2 separate regions of the Mus musculus genome follow, and region 1 is linked to region 2. The links are chromatin contacts, called in public Hi-C maps. All regions are on one chromosome and are shown on one strand. The core of a region is the stretch at or near the end of the contact, and the rest is flanking DNA. Distances in the headings are between cores, read along the strand shown. Region 1 overlaps Limk2 (LIM motif-containing protein kinase 2). Region 2 overlaps Gm12592 (predicted gene 12592).

Region 1 (4,756 bases), core at 122-2,621, 68 kb after region 2:
ATGCCTGGTACTCAGGAGGCAGAGACGAGAGGCTCTCTCAGTTTGAAGCCAGCCTAATCTACACAGAGGATTCCAGGACAGCCAGGGCTATGTAGAGAGACCCTGTCTCAAATCCCTGCCCCTGAAAAGAGAATTTGTTAGCACCCCTCTAACACTGCCCAGGGAGAGAGAAAGCACAGTGGACGGCTATAGCAGCAAAGGCACGTGGGGGTTCAATGACCACATTATAGACAGGGGTCTTTTTTGTTTGCGTTTGTTTATTTCGAGACAGGGTTTCTCTGTATATCCTGGCTATTCTGGAACTCACTCTCTGTAGACCAGGCTGGCTTCGAACTCAGAGATCTGCCTGCTTCTGCCTCCCAACTGCTGGGATTATAGGTGAGTACCACCACTACCAGCCGGCTATAGTCTTATTCTATTGTCCATGTCAGAAGGAAAGCTCTTGCCCGGGACAATGTTGCACAGTAGAGATGATGAGGGTGCATACAGGAAGGAGTTTATTCAAGTTCTCTAAAACACCATTCCAGAAAGGCACCACTCACCCTGAGACTGCTCCGTTCTAGGTAGTCCGCTACGCCATGGGGCCCAGAGGTAGGTTAGATATCGTCCCACCCTTGGAAAACTATACCTGAAGACTGCAGCTGGGTGTGCAAACACACACCGACAGGGATAGAGTATGAGGAAGATAACAAGGAGGGTGAAAAAACTCTCCTCTGATTGGTGGGGCTGGGGGTAGGGGTGGGGTTCCTCCAGAGGAGGTGCTGTATCAGCTGGCAAAGCAGGCTGATTGCCAGGCAGACAAGAGGCTCCGAGCTTGAAGGAACAACATAACCCTGAGCATATCACACTGGAGCCCACACTTAAGCAGTGACCACAAAGGAAGCAGGGATGGTAAGGAGTGCTAGACCACTGTGTACCAGGCTGGGGCAATTGGGTAATTAAAGACACTCACAGGCAACTGGGGTGGTGGGGTGGCTATTTATCAGAAGCAAGCAGGGGCTCCCAATGGCCAGGATATAAAGGCTGAGGCACCAAGGACAATATGCATTATCAGGTGCTGGCTCAATTCAAGTCTACAGCTAGCTCTGCTATGTTCACACCAAGTTTGTTTGCCAACCACTGTTCACCACCAGTAGACAATGCCCTTGTCCTGAGGCCACATCTCTATGGACCTGCTCATTTTAACCACTAAGTTCATTAAGAATCAGATGGTGGCCCCTATAGATTATCACGAACTGTTGTTTTGTGACGCTAATGCTAGGAAACTCAGGGGGTGAGATGTGGCTCTGGGTTTGAATCCCAGCACATAATCAACTATAACTCTACTTCCAGGAGATCTAATGGCCTCTGCAGGTAGCAGGCATGCACACGATGCAGACATACATGCAGACATAACACCCATGTACATTATTTAGATGTGACCTGCAGAGCTGGACTTACAGACAACTGTGGGTGCTGAGAACTGAAACATGCAAATCTGCAGGAGGCACAAGTGACCTTAACCAGAGCCATCACTCCAGCCTCTAACTTAAAAACTTCACAAAACGACAGCAAACAATGTTTGACATTCAGTGTCAGAGCCTTCATTCCCACAGACATTCTTCTGGGAGAAAGAAATCCTTTACCGTACCAACACATCTCTGAGGCGAGGCCCGCAGCGCCATTAGAAGACCTGAGATCCTTCCCTGATTGACAATGGCTTACTGTGTGATCTCAGTCAAGCCTTTAAACCTCTCTATGCCTCTTCTTTGTTAAAAGAATTAAGGTGAGAAAACAATTCCACACCCTTTAGGTCAATGCTAAAAGAAGCAATGGTAGTCAGAAGAAGGTGGGCCGGCTAGCCACCCACAGACCTGTCTATGGCTGGCGTCTTGGCGAATCAACCTAATCTGGGCCTGGGGTTTGACCTTTGGTCTAGAAACACCCTCACCCAGAGACATGCGGACATGCTTTGATGGTTTATCAACATCACTGTCTACCTACAGGCTGACAACTGAAATCAGTGTGCCCAAATCCCTGGCATAGGTAGGACTTCGAGACCTACACTGGGCAGTGAGGTGCTCACACTTAGAGCCCACCCAGTCCAATTGTGATGCTGAGGTGGGAACATCAACTGACTCAAGCCTAAGAGTTTAAAACCAGCCTGGGCCACACAGTAAAACTCTAGCTCAAAACAAACAAACAAGAAAAGAGAAAGAGAAAGAAGAAAAGACCCCCCCAGAGGCTAACACGGGCATCAGAAGAACTGTCACAGAGATCTTTACTTCGGCCAAACTAGCCCTGCATATAATGTAATATAATATAATGTAATATAATGCCTATAATGTAGAACCCAGCTTGGTTGTAGCCAGGCCACACTCAGCAACCTGACCCAGGCAAAGGCATCACGGCTCTCACTTCTAGTTCACTGCCGGCCACTTGTCTTTACTTCTGTTTTGTTTGCTTATGACAGGACCTCACGCACCCAAGTGTGGGCAGTGAAGGAAACCCTGGGTGTGTGAAGTCCTGAGTGGGTGTGTGTTGTTGACATGACAGACATTTGAGGACAAAGCCTTAGACACAAGGGAAACTGGCAAAGGCTCACTGTCCCCTGTCACCTCAGTGAGGCTCAAGTGACTGCAACACCATCCTCTGTTTGGAGTCTAAATGCTGACAGCGTGTGTGGAAAATGTTCACCTTTGATTGCTTCCCTGGGTGTTCATGGCTGAAGCCTGCTCCCCTCTGGAGCCTGCTCCTACTGCGATCAGCTAAGCCCCTCCTTGTTCATCTGTATGGAATAACCCTGCCTCTCTGCTTATCTCTGTGTAACAACTCACTACCTTGTTCAGCTGTAGACAATACCTCTTCTGTGTCCAACTCCATATAATAAACATCCTGAGCTTCTGGTGCTTCTCTGTCCCTGTGGCTGTCACTTCTTCATGCCCTTGTCACCCAAGCCAGAGTTCTAGGCTACAGCGGTGGCAGCCTCCAGGCTGGCCTCAAACTCATTGTGTAGCTGAGGCTGTCTCTAATACTCACCTGATGGTTAGTCGGTTTACTTAATTTATTTTTTGTCAACTTGATACCAGCTGGTGGCATCTGGGAAAATGGAGCCTCTACTGATAAACAATTCTCATGAGCCTGGCCTGTGGACGAGTCTGTGGGAGCATCTTCTTGCCTAGAGACTGATGTGAGGGGCCCAGTCTACTGTGACAGTGCCACAACTAGGTCCTGGTAATACAAGCAAGCAGGCTGAGCAAGCCATGAAGAGCAAGCCAGTGAGCAGCATCCCTCCACACTCTTAGCTTCAGTTCCTGCATTCAGGTTCCAGTCCTAACTCCTAAGGGACGAGGTGTGCGAGTGTAAGATGAAACAAACCCTTTCCCACCCAAGTTGCTTTTGGTCACATTTACTACAATTTAGAATTAGTGTGGGCTAGGGCAGCTGAACTCATTCCTCTTCCCCTGCTCTCCTTCTTTTTTTCTTTTTAAAGATTTATTTATTTATTATATGTAAGTACACTGTAGCTGTCTTCGACACACCAGAAGAGGGCGTCAGATCTTATTACAGATGGTCGTGAGCCACCATGTGGTTGCTGGGATTTGAACTCAGGACCTCTGGAAGAGCATTCAGTGCTCTTAACTGCTGAGCCATCTCTCCAGCCCCCTCCCCTGCTCTTCTTTCCAGTGGTCCCCAGGTTTTGCTCCAGTCTGGCCTGTACCTACAAGGAAATGCAGCTCGAGGCTGCTGGGGAGCAGGTCCCTAGGCCTCTTGACTTCTCCCCACTGTAGGACAGTTCCTTTGAAAGCAGAAGACAAAGGTTATCTTCTTACCTGACCTTACAGACAATTTCCCAAAACCCAGTATCTTGAACCAATTCCTCCCAGCCATCTATGGGAGCTGCAGTCATTCAGGGAAGGATGTGAAGCGGAAAGCGGAAGTGCAGGAAAGGCCACACTTACATCACAGCTTGGGCAATTCTTTCAACAATCTCTGCTTCCTAGGCCAAGGATATGTTGCTGGTGACAGAATGAGGGACAAAACCTCCCTGAAAGTCCCTGAAGGCCTTTACCATCAGGAGTCATTGGGTATCAGAGCAGAGATAATTGCATAGATAAGCCTAAAACTACAAGAGGAGTTTCAAGGGAGAGGAATACTGACATCTCTGAGCCGTCCAGGGAACCATCTGAACTATGTGCAGAGGCTAATTAGGCAAAGAGAGGAGGGGCTGGCAGTCCAGGCCCAGGGTGCAGAACAATATAAGCCTTGTCAGCAGGGAAGAGTAGTGAGACTCAGGCAGAGAGCAAGAGGCTCTGGGCACAGGCCTCTGTGGAGGGTGATATAGGACGGTTATGTGCACATTGTTTTTTTGTTTTTTTTTTGGGGGGGGGGTGTTTTTTTTTCTTTAGCAACCAGGAATATCCTGGAGCCTGTCACCTGCATGCTAGGTAAACTACCACTGAGCTGCATCCTCAGTACCATATTTTTAAATTTTACTCTTTAATGTGTTTAGGACACATAAACTAAGTGAACATGTATGTACCACAAGCATGTAATGCCAGAGAGGGCCAGCAGGGGTGCCAGATCCCCTAGAACTGAGTTACAGAGAGTTGTCAGTTGCCATGTGAGTGCTGGGAACTGAACTCGGGTCCTTTCAAGTGTTCTTTTAAGAGTTATTTATTTATTTATGTATATGAGTACACTGTAGCTGTACAGATGGTTGTGAGCCTTCATGTGGTTGTTGGGAATTGAATTTTTTAGGACCTCTGCTCACTCC
Region 2 (4,673 bases), core at 402-2,901:
GAACAAAACCAATCGCCAGAGGGACTGGCAAACTTAAAGCACTTCCAAGGATCTTGAGAAATCAAGATCAAATGAATAGAAATAGTCTTTCATCTCCAAACAGAAAAAAAAGAAACAATCACTGATGAAGAGAAAGAGACAAGACCAGAAGGGACAAAGCACAACTTCCCTTAGCCCCGAGTTAATACTGATTAATTACATTGCTGTTCTGCTATAAAGGCAGAGCCTTCAAGCCATGCATTTACATGAGCTCTTGGGTGACCTGCTGGGTGGGCTCTGGCCATTTGCTCTGACTTAGCAAGCAGGATGATGTAGCATGCTCAAGTTCTATAGACTCAGCTTTGTGACCATTACAGAGTTTGCAACTGATCATACTTGTGTTGAAGTGTAGGCCTGGCCTTGAGCCAAGGACTTGATGAAGTTGCTGAGTCCTTCCAAAGATTTTCTTAGTTCTGTGCTTAGAACCCCTGACACTGCCTTGGACAGGTGGGGACTGTATTTATTTCTGTCACTGTCCTATGGCAGGAAATGAACAACAAAGCAAGCAGGTGCGTTTGCCTGCCCCAACAGCCTGTATCCTCCATGCCATAGACAGAAGCTGTGGAGATCATGATGCAGAGAGGGTGATGGCCTCCATAGCTGCCCAGGATTTGCTTCTGCAAATTTCCAAAGGTCAGTCTCCCATCAGTAGACAGAGGGAGGCTGAAAGACCGCCATCACAAGCTAAGGGTGTACCCATGCTTAGAGTGACCCTCCGTATCTACTGGGACCACACCCCAAACTTCCCTGGGCTTTACTAAAGTAAAGGTAGATGTGTCTGCGAGCGCACCACAGAGCTAGCCCAGCGCTGCTGGAGGGGAAATTTGATCACCAGAACATAGAAGCCGGAGGCCTAGTCAGGTGGGTTTACGGCAGTTGTAGAACACATTTGAGATGCTTTATGCAACTCTGGCCTGATGTTTGCTTGTAATGTGGGAAACAGGACTGCTGGGGAGGGTGTAGTAAAGCTGTTAAGACTGTTATCAACAGGGTATGAAAGCAGCCTCCTGTGGGAATGAGTAACGGCTCTTGGCTTCCTGTTCCTTTTCTCTTTTTTTTTTTTTTTGGTTTTTCGAGACAGGGTTTCTCTGTGTAGCCTTGGCTGTCCTGGAACTCACTTTGTAGACCAGGCTGGCCTCGAACTCAGAGATCCACCTGCCTCTGCCTCCCGAGTGCTGGGATTAAAGGCGTGTGCCACCACGCACAGCCTGTTCCTTTTCTTAGCAGCCCTCCCCCAACCCACCCCCAAAAAACAATTGTGTAGCTCACCTCTGAATTCCCCAGGCTGGATTTGCTTCCTACTTGGTATTTCCTGAACACAAGTCCACACTTGTAGGTCTTTTTGTTTTTTAAACGTGTCAGCCTTTATGATTTCCAGTCATATGCTGTTCCAAATAAATACACTAGCCATTAGTAGTAATGACACACTAAAGGTGCCAACTACCTGTCTAACTATCACATATATCAATTCATAGTCACTCAGAATAAGGAGTGACTAATTTAACAACCAACAGGCTTGATCCCAACACAGCCAAAGCAAGCAGTGAGAATGGATCCCACAGTGCAACCTGAGCTGCTTCTGTGCCATCCCCCAGTGGGACTGTTAGGACTTTACCACAGCCGTCCCGTCCAGCTAGTGTCTACAGAGAGCTCTCAAGCTTAGAGCCTGAGTCACCCCCAGCCTTGTGCCTCTTGCTCTACCCCACCAAGTAGCTTTCACTACAAGTCCCCCACTCATCCCCGTCTGTATGCCTGCATCTTCCACGACCCACAACCACCTTGAACTGCTGCTGCTCTAAGCACAGTCTCTTCTCTGGGCAATCGTCACTGTGCCCTGGTTCATGCTCATCCAGGAGACAGAGAGCCTGGTTCAGACCCTCCAGGAACTTCTTTCAGAATGATGTGGGCCTGTTTCCTCACCAAAACCTACGATAACAAAAAAGCAGTTTTTCCAGGGCTGCTAGGAGAACAAAGTAGCTGATCCCTACCTAGTAAAGCACATTAGGAAACACGCAAAACTCCTTTCAGGTTACCTCAACCATCTTTGCTCAAACCCCTTCACTGTAATGGAGACAGTGAGCAAGAACAGGACTAGCAAACAATTTCTGTGCAGTGCCAACAGGTAAGCATTTTTGTCATTAAAAGAGGGAGAATTTGTTTTATGTATTTTGACCATTTTAAACTGCAGGTTGGGTATTGCTCTTTTATAATAATCCCAGGACTTCCCAGGAGGTAGAGGCAGGAAGATCAGGAGTTCAAGGCCAGCCTCAGCCACATAGGGAGTTCAAGACCAGCTTGCTTGGGCTGTGTTCAAAGAAAGTAAAGCACTTAGCTGTAAATAAAATTGAAGGAAGTCAATGACTGTGAGGCCAGGCTTGGGTTAGGCTTCCAGCTGCCAGTGTATATTTTGCGAGGCCTCGTCCTGGCTTAGAGGGTCTAGCCTCCTGCTGGACGGCTCTGGGGTCCTGGTCTGCTGTGCAGTGCCTTATCTTCCAGGAAGGCTGTACTGAGGCAGTCTATTCAAGGAGGTCCAATGTGCTTATTGCCACGGCTGCCTAACCAGTTCACTTTCTACCCTGTTTTTTGAGACAGGGTTTCTCTGTGTAGCCCTGGCTGTCCTGGAACTCACTCTAGACCAGACTGGCCTCGAACTCAGAGATCTATCTACTCTTTGCCTCCTGAGTGCTGGGATTAAAGTACAACACACCCAGTTTACAGGAACCTCTTTAGAGTTTGATTTTCCACTGTGGATCCAACAGATCCAACTCAAAGATTTTGCAGAAAGCACTTTACCTTTTTGGGGGGGAGGGACTTAGAAGTGGGGGAGGCAGGGTCCCATGCTATGCACTGGAGCCCTGAGCCCTTTCACCTCACAGCTCCTGTTTATTTGCTTGTGTAAGCTGCTTCCTCTGCCTGTAAAGTTCTTATCTTTTTATCTGCCTGAGAAACTCCAGAGGCCCATATCTGATTGCTGCTGTCTACAGTTTTCCCTGCCCCCACCTCTGCTGTAAGACAGCTAGCTGGCACACTTGCTGGGTGCCAGGCACAGTGCCCCATAAGGAAAATATTCTACTTGAAGGTTCAGAGAAGTCTAGTGACTGCTTATGTCTGAAGATGTGAAGGGCAAGGTGAGGGCTCAGATCTGAGCTGTGTGTCACTTCTGTACACTTCCCTGTTCTGCACGGTTCCCACTTGTGCGTGGTCTGTCCCTTATGATACTCAGGCTCAAATGAACAAGCACACTAGACAAGAGTAAAAGACCAAGCCGAGATGCAGGGGAGAGGTGGAAGCCCGGGACAGGTAGACATCCCCACAACTTGGGACCCTTCCCAGGATACCTTCCCCTCCAGTTCTTGGAAACATCTTAAATGCTTTAAGCTGTAAAAGGCACCCAGGAACTCCAAATAGGTCATCTTTGTCTCTTGTGACAAGGACTTGGACTCGGCCCTCCAATTCACCCTACCCCAACAAGGAGATTACTCTTCATACCAATAACTGAAACCAAAATGCTTTGGTCCATCCCACAAGGAACACTGACAAGGAACCCTTAAAGATGAGCCCTTCCTCCTCCAGCATCAGCTCAGACCTGCAACCTATACCTTCTCCTTTACTTTGTTCTAAATCAGTACGTGTTCAGATGTGGACACAGGTTCAAGGGAACAGAGGGTTTGAGATACAGATACACCTACTTCAGGCCTTCCATGATTCCAGCCACAGGGAACACGTCCCTGACTGCCCCCTAGTGGCTCACTCTTCCTCTCCCTTGCTGCCTTCCTCTATTAGCTCCCCTCCTTTTTTCCTTCATCCTGGGCCAACCCTTACTCTCAGGGACTCAGAACTCCTCCCACTGTTTTGCAGAGTACATTCTCCCTTTGTGGGGTGGGGGAAAGCAAAAGAATACCAATGATAAGAAGAATGGGCGGGGGTTGGGGGGTGTATAGTTCTGGTGGTAGAGTGCTTGCCTAATCTGCATGAAGCCTAGTACTCTATCTTACAGAGTATACACCACAGTAAATAGGTGTGGTGCATAGCAGTTAGAAGGTTCAAGAGAAGTTCAAAGTCGTACTTAGCTATATAGCAAGTTTGAGACCAGCCTGGGTTATACAAGACTCTCAAAAACAAAAACAAAAAAATTGTCAAGCCGGGCGTGGTGGCGCACGCCTTTAATCCCAGCACTCGGGAGGCAGAGGCAGGCAGATTTCTGAGTTCGAGGCCAGCCTGGTCTACAAAGTGAGCTCCAGGACAGCCAGGGCTACACAGAGAAACCCTGTCTTGAAAAAACCCAAAAAAAAAAAAAAAAAAATGTCAACAACCTTTAAAATATCCCCTTTAAATTAGGAATTCCACTCTTCGAAGCTATACAACAAAGCAACTCTAAAGATCTTATTGTCCAAAACTCATGCAAAATGTCCATCAGTTAGCTCATATATAAAGATCATTTCAAAACATTTGATACCATGAGAGAAAAAGGCTTATGTTAAAAGCTGTTATGGTTTGGGTGGTGGTGGTACATGCCTTTAATCCCAGCACTTGGGAGGCAGAGGCAGGCGGATTTCTGAATTCGAAACCAGCCTGGTCTACAGAGTGAGTTCCAGGACAGCTAGGGCTACACAAAGAAACCCCACCTCAAAAAA

The links. A called contact is a pair of places that touch in the nucleus more often than the background predicts.
Region 1: a contact with region 2 is called in a Hi-C map of the G1E-ER4 cell line, with 2.9 times the contacts expected there. The contact joins two enhancer-like sites. A contact is called at or near these places in 1 of 15 datasets of contacts at CTCF or cohesin (the NIH/3T3 cell line), 1 of 484 Hi-C or Micro-C datasets (the G1E-ER4 cell line), 3 of 115 datasets of contacts at active chromatin or transcription factors (embryonic stem cells, memory CD8 T cells and regulatory T cell precursor) and 2 of 9 other capture datasets (embryonic stem cells and macrophages).

What each region holds. Positions count from the first base shown.
Region 1 is chr11:3,378,855-3,383,610 of GRCm38.p6, forward strand. All of the region lies in intron 2 of Limk2 (LIM motif-containing protein kinase 2), which reads right to left. Among named protein-coding and RNA genes, the nearest start is that of Gm51879, 19 kb to the right of the region's middle. Within about 2 kb of position 1,372, at least 25 of the 459 cell types and tissues checked have an H3K27ac peak or open chromatin away from gene starts, as enhancers often do. A contact at or near this core is called in the G1E-ER4 cell line, where this site is marked.
Region 2 is chr11:3,310,465-3,315,137 of GRCm38.p6, forward strand. All of the region lies in intron 1 of Gm12592 (predicted gene 12592), which reads right to left. It overlaps Gm11944 (predicted gene 11944), which reads left to right. Exons shown (of 6, transcript NR_045708.1): 2 at 526-672; 3 at 2,068-2,161. Among named protein-coding and RNA genes, the nearest start is that of Gm11944, 3.8 kb to the left of the region's middle. Within about 2 kb of position 1,652, at least 41 of the 459 cell types and tissues checked have an H3K27ac peak or open chromatin away from gene starts, as enhancers often do. A contact at or near this core is called in the G1E-ER4 cell line, where this site is marked.